2 separate regions of the Canis lupus genome follow, and region 2 is linked to region 1. Evidence: chromatin contacts called from public Hi-C data. All regions are on one chromosome and are shown on one strand. The core of a region is the stretch at or near the end of the contact, and the rest is flanking DNA. Distances in the headings are between cores, read along the strand shown.

Region 1 (5,208 bases), core at 1,760-4,259:
TCTTTACTGGATCACAGAGCTCCTCCGAGGGGTCCGACTGGCTGTGGGTTACCCTGTTTGGAATGCCCTTCAGCAAAGGGTGTCAAAACCACCTGGTCAATAGGGAACGATCCCCTTCTTGAAAACTTGGAAACCGATCCTTCCAAAGCAAATTAATTTCCAAACCTGGGGTTAATGATAAAGCTGGAAGAATGCAAAGACTCACCGTTTCCCTCTCCTCTTTTATCAACATGTGACTTAGATTTTCTAGAACTATATCCTTCATGGTAACTTATTAAAGAGTAAATCAAAGTTTGCTTTAAGAGGAAAGCAAATACATCCAACTTTCCATAGGATGCCGGACCCCGAGTCCACTTCCCGGTTCCACTGTTGACTTAGGGTGTAATCCCAGATAAGTACCTGTGCATTCATGGCTGAGGCCAGAGCCCTGGCATCAGTGACACCTGCCCCTCCCACCCAAGGTACTGAGACCCAGAGATACTATCTCCAGGGGAGTGTGGTGCTTTGGAGGGGGAACCCAGACACAAGGTGAAGACACAGGCCGAGGGCTCTACATGCATGCAGCAGCTGCTTGTCCTCATGTCTCTCATGGCTGGGGAAAGGGTCGCTATGTGTCACATCGCCAATAAAACCCTGCTGTTCTCTGGCTCTTACCCATAATTATTGGGAGTGAGGTGGGAAGGGCTGCACTTTTGGACTCAGATGGCAGGGAGGATAGGAACAAAGTTGACAAGAGTAAACTTTAATCACACAGCGGGCATTTTCAAGGAACAAATAAAAATAGCCAGAAGTGGGTCAGTGCCGATACTGAGGTTAGTGACCGGAAATTGGGGCAGAGTCCTGGGGAGAGGAATAAAGTTTTATTTTACAAATACCAACTTATACTCTCCTTCCAATCTGATTGCCTATTTTCCCTTTACGGCTTCTCCTTTCTGGCTTTTGGACACACAAGAAGCACACGCGCGCAGAGTGAAAAGAACAGTGTGGTGTTGAATCCTTGCTCCATCATCTCAGTCCCAAAGCTCTCTCCTTTGTCCTGAGGCTGAAGCAAAAAGATACTTAGAACTCATGGGAGACGCAGGCAGAAAGGAGAAATGTAATAACACACTCGACCTGTCTTTAAGGTTTCTATAATGTCCATGCATATTGATTAAAGGGGAAAAGACAGAGAAACAGAAGACCAAAAAAAAAAAAAACAGAAGAAAACTCCTGAAGTGAAGGACCTGTTCCCAAGCAGGCCCCCAACCCCCATGCCAGCAACTTCCCCATCACTGCCCGCCATGGCCCTGTGACATCCCGTGCACCAAAAGCACAGTAGACATGCACATGTGCACTCATACACACACAGATGATACACATGCACACACACACATGCCCAGCGCTCATGTACATACACAGTTACACACACGGGACTCATATACACACACAGTACATGCAGCATACAGTAGACATGCACATGTGTAGTACCCATGCACGCACACAGCATTCATGCACACACACGGTAGTCACGCACACACACAGCACTCATGCACACACACAGAGCTCATACACACACACAGTACTCATGCACACACACAATACACATACACATGGTACACATGCACACATACAGCACCCAGGCAAACACATAGTACCCATGCACACAGCATTCATTCACACACACAGCACCCATGCACACACACCACAACACCTATGCATAACCCAGGAAGTAGCTCTTGCTTTCAGCATCACCTTAACATTTGGGCAGTTATTAGCTCCCACACTTGGCAGGATTACATTTCCTTGTGGCCCCAATGACATGATTGGGGCAGATATATTGGGCTTACCAAAGAAAGAGAGAGCAGCCTGACATGCAAACATCCCAGGTAGATCATCGGGGCCCAGACAAGGGAATCAGTAAAGATGGGTTCGTTTGGTGAGACTCGGCATGTGACACTGGTAATTTACTGGAACAGTAAAATACACACTTCTTCCTTATGTTATCTTCTTTGAATTCACTGAAAAATGAAAGGAACTCGTGGGCTGGGCCAAATAGCATAGATAACACGTGAGTGTGTGTACATACGTACATAGATGCATGCACACATATGGATATGCCTATGTGCTTATGATGTGTAACAAAAAATACAGCCACAAGGATTTTGGGAGGAATTTGGGTGTGGAAATGGCTTCTACCTGTTTGCCTCTGTCTCCCCTTGACAGAGAGCAGGAGCACCGGCCACTTAAAAGCATGTCCAGCCCACCAAGCTGTCCCCACTGAATCCCCTCCAGGGCAGACAGGAGAACCCCTTTCTGAAGTTTCTTGTAACACAGAGTGTTTCCAAGGCCTAGGACAGCCCACGCATCTAGCCAATGGAGCTTTCTGTGCTGTGGTCAGTTAGCAGGGTCCCCCCGGAATGGCATCTGTTTTCATGTTTCCGAACAGAAGCATGTATATACTGGGAGCTTCCCCGGAGACCACCCCAAGCAAGCCTCTCAGTTGGCCGTGAGACAGTTGGGTTTCCAGAAGGACACAGCATTTACCTGGGCTTTACACTCCCAGAAGGCGGAGGACACAGAGACATTCCAGAGGGTTTAAAAAAAAAAAAAAAAATCATACAGTTTCTAAAGAGCTTCTCATTATGAATCCAGCTTCACAAGCAGATTCATCAGACACAGGCTCACTGAAAAATGTGCCAGGATGGATGCTTTTTTTTTTTTTATTTTTTTATTTTTTATTTTTTTAGCTTGGGGTTTTCAGGGTGGGATTTTTGAGGAGTGGGAGGGAAGCTACTAAGTCAAGATGAACTCCTTCAGAGCACGGGCAAAATTCCCTTTTCAATCACCGGTTTAGAGAAAAGAAAAAAAAAATGACAAAGTCACACAAGAGAGGAAATGAAAAGGGAAATTTTTAGACTTCTCATCCGTCCAGAAAGCCCCGGGCCTGTTTCAGAGGCCGGTCAGGGCAACTGTCGGGCCTGCGGTCACCGCGCTGCAATCCCAGGAGGCCTTGCGTCACCGGCAGCCTATCAACAAGGAAGTACGATCCCTAACCGCGAGCCTGCTTCTTTTCGAAGCCCGCATGTTGCTTTAGAGGGGTTTTAAACAAGAGACTTTCCTGTTTTTGCAACCTGCGAGTCCACAGTCCGTACAGGTTACTCAAATTACCTTATCGCTTAGAGCAACCCCTGGCATGAATTTCAAAACTGCTTACGGCAGCCCTCCCCTCCCGGACACGCGCGCCCGTCGACTCACCGAATCCGCATTTACAGTGTCGTGGTGCCAACTGCTGACACAGAAGAAAAACACACTAGTTATACATTAAGCTTTACGGTTAAAGCATCTGTGCCAGGCCCCGTCCAAACAGCATTTATTCACCGACCAGAAGGCAGGATAACCACAGCGTAGAAAACCCAACGGGAGCGGCTGTGCAGCCAGACCTGCGTGCCTTAATCCAGCCCCGCTATCCTTTGTGCAAGCGCGTACATGCGAGTGCAAATGCAGTGTCCCAGATCAGCACGATTCAGGGGGAAACAATTAGATTTATCATAGGATGTGCAGCAGCAAATCTATTGGAAAATGTTTTCACACAAGCAGAAGGCATCCCAAACCAACTAATAAGGTTGCTGGAAAATAAATGTAAAAAGGCGTGGGCTGAGGACTCTATGGGACCGTCCGATTTAAATCCTCCGTGGTGGGCGGAGGCAGACTTGTTTTTCCCTTGAGCAAATAAAAAGGCTCAGATTAAAGAGTGCACTGGAGAACTGATGAACTGAAGCCACAAACAAACGTCTCTCTTTCCTGCTCCGCAGCAGCTCAAGAGAGATGTGCCAAACCCAACAACTGCATTTGATAGCCATCTCCTGGTTTAACTTTGACCCTGGCCAGTGGCCACTTGGCGTTGCTCAAGCAATGCCTGCAGAATCCATCCTGAGCTCCCTTGCTAGAAGCATCCACCTTCACAGTTGCTGAGCTGAAGTTAGCAGAGGGCTTCCAGAAGGTGGTGCACGTTCTGCTTTCAGGAGCTGCCCAATCGGAGCAAGGATGAACAATTGGTGACCTTTACTCTGCAACGAGCGCTGGTGACCTCGAAGCTGACTTCACAGAATCCACATGGCAATCATGAATCTAGCAGACACTTATCTAACCTCACACTTTTCTGTCTTTTGGGGTTAGAATCAACACTTAGCTCATCAAAAAGACATGCACCGCCCCAAAAGAACCTGCTTTCTGTTTGTGGATACTGGTATTTTGTTTATCTTGTTTTGCTTTTCTGCATTCCGAGCAATCTGCTAGCACTGCAGTGTTGAGATAGTCACTATAAGGCCATCATGCTGTGATTTTTATGATTGGGGGAAGGTTCTTGCAAAATATTAAAGACTCTCTTATGATATGGTAAGTGTGAATGAGGTGACACACCAAAGTGTTAGAAGTAACTCTCTCAAAGATGGTGACTGGCCTGTGGCATAACATAGTGCATTCATGGGGGACAATGCAATTAAAAAAAAAAAAAAAAAAAAAAGAATTCCAGAGAATTCCAGACTTCCCACACAGCTGGGTAGGTATTTTTAATTTTAATACTTGCTGGCAAATAATCTACTATGCTTGTATGGAAAGAATCCTATTCTTCAAAAATGTCTAAAAATAATAAATTTTCTTTCCTCCTTTGGAAAAGCCATAACTACAAAACTAATAATTTTTAGAGGTGGGGGAGAAGCAGAGGCAGAGGGAGAGTGAGAAACTTAAGCAGCCTCCATGCCTAGCACCAAGCCCAACTCGGGGCTCCAACTCACAACCCTGAGACCGTGACCTGAGCCAAAATCAAGAGTCGGACGCTTAACCAACTGAGCCACCCAGGTGCCCCCAAAACTAACCTAAATTTTGAAGAGTTTTCTGATCCCTTCGGACTGTGAATATTTAGGACTCTTAGGCCCAAACTTTCTTGCCTGACTTCAGCTGAGTTTACTGGACAGTTACCCAACCACTCTCTCATTCTGGCTGTGTAGACCACAGTTCTATGCACTTTCTCCAGAGGATAAGCATTGCCCAATGAAGAAAATGTTGCCTCTCCCCTTTTACACCATCACTGACACCCCATCCCCAGGCCTGTGCCACCAGGCCCGCTTCCAGGACTGCATGTTCCCTGTGATCCTGTGCCTTCCAGCTCAGATGCCAACAAGGGCACTAGGTAATAAGTACTTTTGACAAAGGATCCTGCAGCAAGTCTTC
Region 2 (5,208 bases), core at 1,933-4,432, 400 kb before region 1:
GAGAAGATGGCCCTCCATAAGCCAAGCAGAGAGGCCTCAGGAAAAACCAACCCTGACCACACCTTGATCTCAGACTTTTAGCTTCAGGATTGTAAGAAATAAATTTCTGTTGTGTAAGCACCCCACCCCCACCTCTGCCTTGAGCATGGTACTTTTGTTATGGCAGCTGGAGGAGACTCACACAGATGTCTTTCACTTGTGAAAAGATGGCTATCTAATTAAGAGAGTAGATTAGACACTTTTCTCCCTAAAGTTATCTTATCAAGTCAATATGTCAAGAAGCACTTCAAAGTAAGAATGGGGAAAAGGTTTTGATGTCAAGTAAGTTTAGCAATATAGCAAACAGTAGTTCCTTCTTAAAAATCTGCTCTGATCTCTGAAGGTCGAAGCTCTTGAGATGTCCCACATGTTTTAACTTGGTATGACCAAGAGTTTCCCAAAGTGGAATGCCTTTTTTTAAAGATGTGATTTTTAAAAATTTTTTAAAATTTATTTTTATTTTTAAAGATTTTATTTATTCATGAGAGACACACAGAGGGAGGTAGAGACATAGGCAGAGGGAGAAGCAGGCTCCCGGAGGGGTGTCTGATGCAGGATGCCATCCCAGGACCCTGGGATCATGACCTGAGCCAAAGGCAGATGCTCAACCACTGAGCCACCCAGGTGCCCCTGAATTTTTTAACGTTTATTTTTTTTAAAGTAATCTCTACATCCAACTCAAACTCACAACCCCAAGATCAAGAGTCACATGCTCTTCCAGCTGAGCCAGCCAGGCGCTCCAAGGTTACAATTCTTAATAATGAATCCAATATTCTTGGAATATGCTTTGGAAACATGAGGGCGAGCAAAAGGTATTCTGGGAATGTAAAGGCACTTGTGGACTGATTCTTGGGAAGTGGAGGATCCAGAAGGCTAAGACGAGAATGTAAGTCTGTTCCAGGCAGGGGCAAGAGGGGGACTCTTGTGCCCAGAGCTGGGAGACGGTGACATGGGAAGGAGAATGTGAAGGGCCAGACAGCTCAGAGATGATTGCTCACGGTGCTGTGTCAGAGGAAGGGTAGTTATCTCTGTTTTCCAGGAGAAACTGGGGCCTCAGTATCCTGTTGTAGAATAAGTAATGGAATTCAGAACACCTGGCCTTTGGTGTCTTCCTCTGGGGCCCTGGTGATCACCTCCCAACAGGACTTCAAAGCCCTCTAAGCCCTCCTTGCGGGAACGACGCCCCGATGGGGCGAAAGCGGGGATGGTGCCTGCAATGCAAGCCCGGAGCCACCAGATGGCGCGCGGAACCCGCAGTGCCCGAGCGCCGGCCTCTGGTTGGTCCCGGCGCAGGCCCAAGGCCCAAGGCCCAAGGCCCAAGGCCCAAGGCCCAAGGCCCAAGGCCCAAGGCCCGTAGGAAATGTGTTCCTGTGTCTCCTCCTGCCAGCGTCCTGCAAGGTTTTCACTCTTTAGAAAGCTCATCTCCAGAGGAGCCCGTGAAACCCCATACTGCACAGCTGTGCTTTTCCTGCCCTTTCGCTCCTGGGGACATGTCAGCCGCATTTCCCCTGGTCTTGAGGGTTTCAGAGCCGAGTCTCTTCTTGCCTGTTTGTTCCGCTGGAACTCGAAGTAGGCAGCACTTAGCTTCCATTTTGAAGCCCCCAATCCCGATGAAATGTAATCACTGGGGAAAAAAAATATCTCAAGGATTGTTTATTAGGGCAACCACATCTGGCATGAAAAGAGGCTGCAAACACTTTGTTACTCTGGTCTTCTGACTGCTAAGGGGGGGGGCGGGTGGCGAATGGTTTTTACGTAATCCCAAACCTCAGCCTCGAAGAGTTAATGATGTTACTCATGCCACTGGGGCATGAAAGAGAAGCTTGCGTTTTTGGGTGGTTATTGCTTGCCCAGAGCGTTGGAATGAGCCATCAGGCTGAGGGCCAAGGTACTCGGGCCACCCATGCAGTGAAATAATCCTCAAGAAATGCACTGCCTGGAATGGAAATGAAAGTAAAGCGAACAGTCATTCCAGGGCATTTACTAAATATTCCTGACAGTCATTCAGTCTAAAGTTTGCCTGATTCTCAATGCTGCAAATCTGAGATTTGGAATATGTTACAAAGATCACAGGAAATGATTGAAATCAAGCAGTTGGAAAACTCTTGTTCTTGTCAAGCTCCAGGTCGTAACAGTGAGCTCTGTTCTTATTTCAGTTCCAATAGGAATGAATAATTAATAACCCACTTTTTGAATGGAAAGTACATTTCAATGGATGAGTGATGCTTTCAGAAGGCCCTCTGAGGGTTATTGTTTATTTCCTTATTTCCTTCATTCTGAAGTGGGACCCTGGGTGAGAAGAAAGAAGCAATATTCAAATGTAGGATGGCCTACATTTTTGACTCATAGGAGACGCATGTGAATACAGAAAAGCGGAATCTAATGTTGACATCGGCATCTACTGTCTAGGCACTCTGTTCCAGGTCTTGGAAGTACTTGCTTACTCTTCAGTGTGATCGTTGGCATTGGCCTGGTTTTTCAGATGAGGAAATCAGGCTCAGAGAGGTTAAGTAGTTTGCTTAAAGTCACACAGCTAGTAGATTCCAGGACTACAAGTTGGAACCATGTATGCCTGACTTCACAGCCCGGGTCCATTCTCTTTCCGCCACGGCATTTAGCAAACGCGCAGGAGCGCCACGCTGGGAATGATCTAGGAGGTCATTTAGGCGAACCCTCGAAATAATGTAGCCATTCTTCTGGTGTTCTCCACTAAGTCAAAAGCCAAACAGGTATAAATATGCCTGAAATCCAAAGCTGAAGCCTAAAGAAATAAAAGCAACTCTTCAGAATGCAGGCAGAGGGCAACACATAATGCTGCTATGAGTGGGATGGCCATGGCATCCTGAGGTTCTGTGTGCTGTAAATAAGAGACTCGGGGGGAATGCTACTATCTCAGAGTCCTCTGCCCTGGATCCCCCCTACAGGTCCCAGAAGGAAAAGTCATGCTCAATAGCACCCACTCAAATCTACAGAAAGCCACCTAAGTGGAGTGAGTGTGGGTGACGGGCTTCAGGCCACACAAGTTGGTGGCAGAGCCAGAACTATTTCTGCCACTTACTGCCATGTCTCCATTGTACCCTCGTGCTGCTTGTCCTTGCTACCTCACACGTCTCTCACCATGACTAGCTCTGTGTGAATTTGGTGAGGAAACCCAAAACCAGGTTTCAGTTTTCATTACATACCGGAAACTTGGCCTCAGATCACTAAGAGGTTCACTGTGGTTTGTGAACCTTTTAAGCAGATGGAGCCAGGCTCCTGCCATACTTCTGCCCCCACTGATGCCAGCAGGGATTTATGGGTGTGAGCGGGAAGCGGGACCTGTGGAGCACACATTGCCATGTGCCAGGTGCAGGCTGGCCTGGTGTGACACGGGGCATCCAGGAGCCTCTGCAAATCACAGCTGCGGAGTTTCTCTGAGCTCTGGGTTTGGGGGGAATGGCTTTCCGGAGAGAGAGGAAAGGAGGGGAGGGGATGATTTAGGAGGTGTGCCTATTCATTTGCAAATGAAGTTATGGAAGTTGCTAGTGAGATTTATATAGGTAATTAAGTGATAATGGCTGTGTAAGGCTGCTTGAGTTGGATTTCCTGTAAAACAACTGAAAGGACCAAGGCCTTTTTGAGCAATGTCTTATTGTTTAGCATTTTCAAAAACAATTTCGGTTTCCACAGTACTTTGTACTTGCTAAATAGTGACTCCTCAAAGCACCCTTGGAGGGCATCCCCCAAAGACTGGTGGTCTCCATGCAGGGCACATAGTAGATCACCCCCACTCCCACCCCAGGCGATTGAAGGAGGGACCAGAAGACATCCTTCGATTGGCCTGGCTAAGCAGAGAATGCTTTGTTTTGTTTTAAATCATCAAGATCCTCTGAAAAACCAGCCTAGAGTGATCCAGTTTAATTAAGGGGACCAAGCAAACTATGAAGAAACCAGGTACAAACACTGTGCAAGGATCTTGTAAGAGTTCAAGTCCAAACTGCTGTGTAAAAGAGTGATGGCTGTCTTCCCAAGCCAGCTGTCCATGGGGGCCAGGATACCCACTAGAGTGGGAGAAAAGAATAAAGGAGAAAAGTGAGAGTCTGAGTCCAATCCAGACTGGATAATCAGTCCTCAATTAGATTAATTAATAGCTGCTTTCTCTCTATATATGTTATTTTATATTTGGAAAGACAGAAAGACTCGCTTATCTACATATGTGTGCCAGAATGAGGGCCATTTCTTAGAAAGTGATGGGCTGTGGCTTTCTGATTTCTGATTCTTTCTTTTCCTTTGGTGGAAAGGAAATAAATGGTGAAAGTCGAAATAAATATTCAGCCCCAGGACGAAGCGTGTAGAAGACACTTGAAGAGATAATGTACTGTTTTGAACATTCGAGGTGCAGCCTGCTTAATGGGGAGTGCTGAAAAGCTCAGCTTCTTTTCATGTTTGTCCTCTTTTGGGGTTTTAAAATACTCTTTCAATTCTTTCGGTTCTATGGGCGAGGGCTCGAGGGCTTGCACGTCTGTAAGCTGAGAGACAGGTTTTGAAAATTATGGTGCACCTTGATTCAGTGAAAGAAGGTAAGTGCTGACTTTTCCCTTTGCGTCTTTGGGTTGGTATCTGCAGCCAACATCTATAAATAAACCTCGTAGTAGGGGATTCAGTGAGGCACAAAAGCACGGCGGTGGTCCATATCAGACACTCGCTCGATATCTATCTAGTTGGAATAGAAAAGAAAGTGCCAAACAAGAGGCACCGTCAGAAGTTCAGAGGGGGCCTCTTTTGGATGCTGTGGCAAGATGAGGGAAGTTCAAAGAGAAGAGGAGGTGGTCGTGCTGGGTCCTGAAGCAAACCTATGACTAAGGTCGCAGGAGGGAGAAAAAAGAGAGATCCAGGAATCAAAGCTGGGCTGGGCCCGCTGGTGCCTTGTCAATACTGAGAGGTCACTGGGAGAGGCAAATCAGAGGGCCGGATGCCGGATAAGGAATTCCAAACGTGCCCGTGTACTCAAGAGGAGACTTTATTGTCCTCAGAATCTGAATAGAAAATAAGCCAAATTAATAAATGTGTCATCAGATGTCTAAAAGTGGAACGTGCCAACGCAGTATCGCAACGGAACCCAGCCATTGTGTAGTTATCGATTGACGTGGAGGGTGGGGGTGTTTGAACATGACTTACATGAAAGGGGAG

Evidence for each region. Hi-C and Micro-C count contacts between places; a contact is called where the count stands out from the background.
Region 2: a Hi-C map of blood shows a contact between it and region 1, with 4 times the contacts expected there. The contact joins two enhancer-like sites. A contact is called at or near these places in 3 of 9 Hi-C or Micro-C datasets (amygdala, blood and skin fibroblasts).

The regions. Positions count from the first base shown.
Region 1 is chr4:5,309,107-5,314,314 of UU_Cfam_GSD_1.0, reverse strand. It overlaps LOC111095431 (a long non-coding RNA gene), which reads right to left. Exons shown (of 3, transcript XR_005357751.1): 1 at 2,524-5,208; 2 at 1,827-1,997. All of the region lies in intron 2 of LOC111095430 (a long non-coding RNA gene), which reads left to right. Among named protein-coding and RNA genes, the nearest start is that of TOMM20, 150 kb to the right of the region's middle. Within about 2 kb of position 3,009, at least 9 of the 20 cell types and tissues checked have an H3K27ac peak or open chromatin away from gene starts, as enhancers often do. A contact at or near this core is called in blood, where this site is marked.
Region 2 is chr4:5,710,880-5,716,087 of UU_Cfam_GSD_1.0, reverse strand. No RefSeq gene overlaps it. Among named protein-coding and RNA genes, the nearest start is that of TARBP1, 18 kb to the left of the region's middle. Within about 2 kb of position 3,182, at least 9 of the 20 cell types and tissues checked have an H3K27ac peak or open chromatin away from gene starts, as enhancers often do. A contact at or near this core is called in blood, where this site is marked.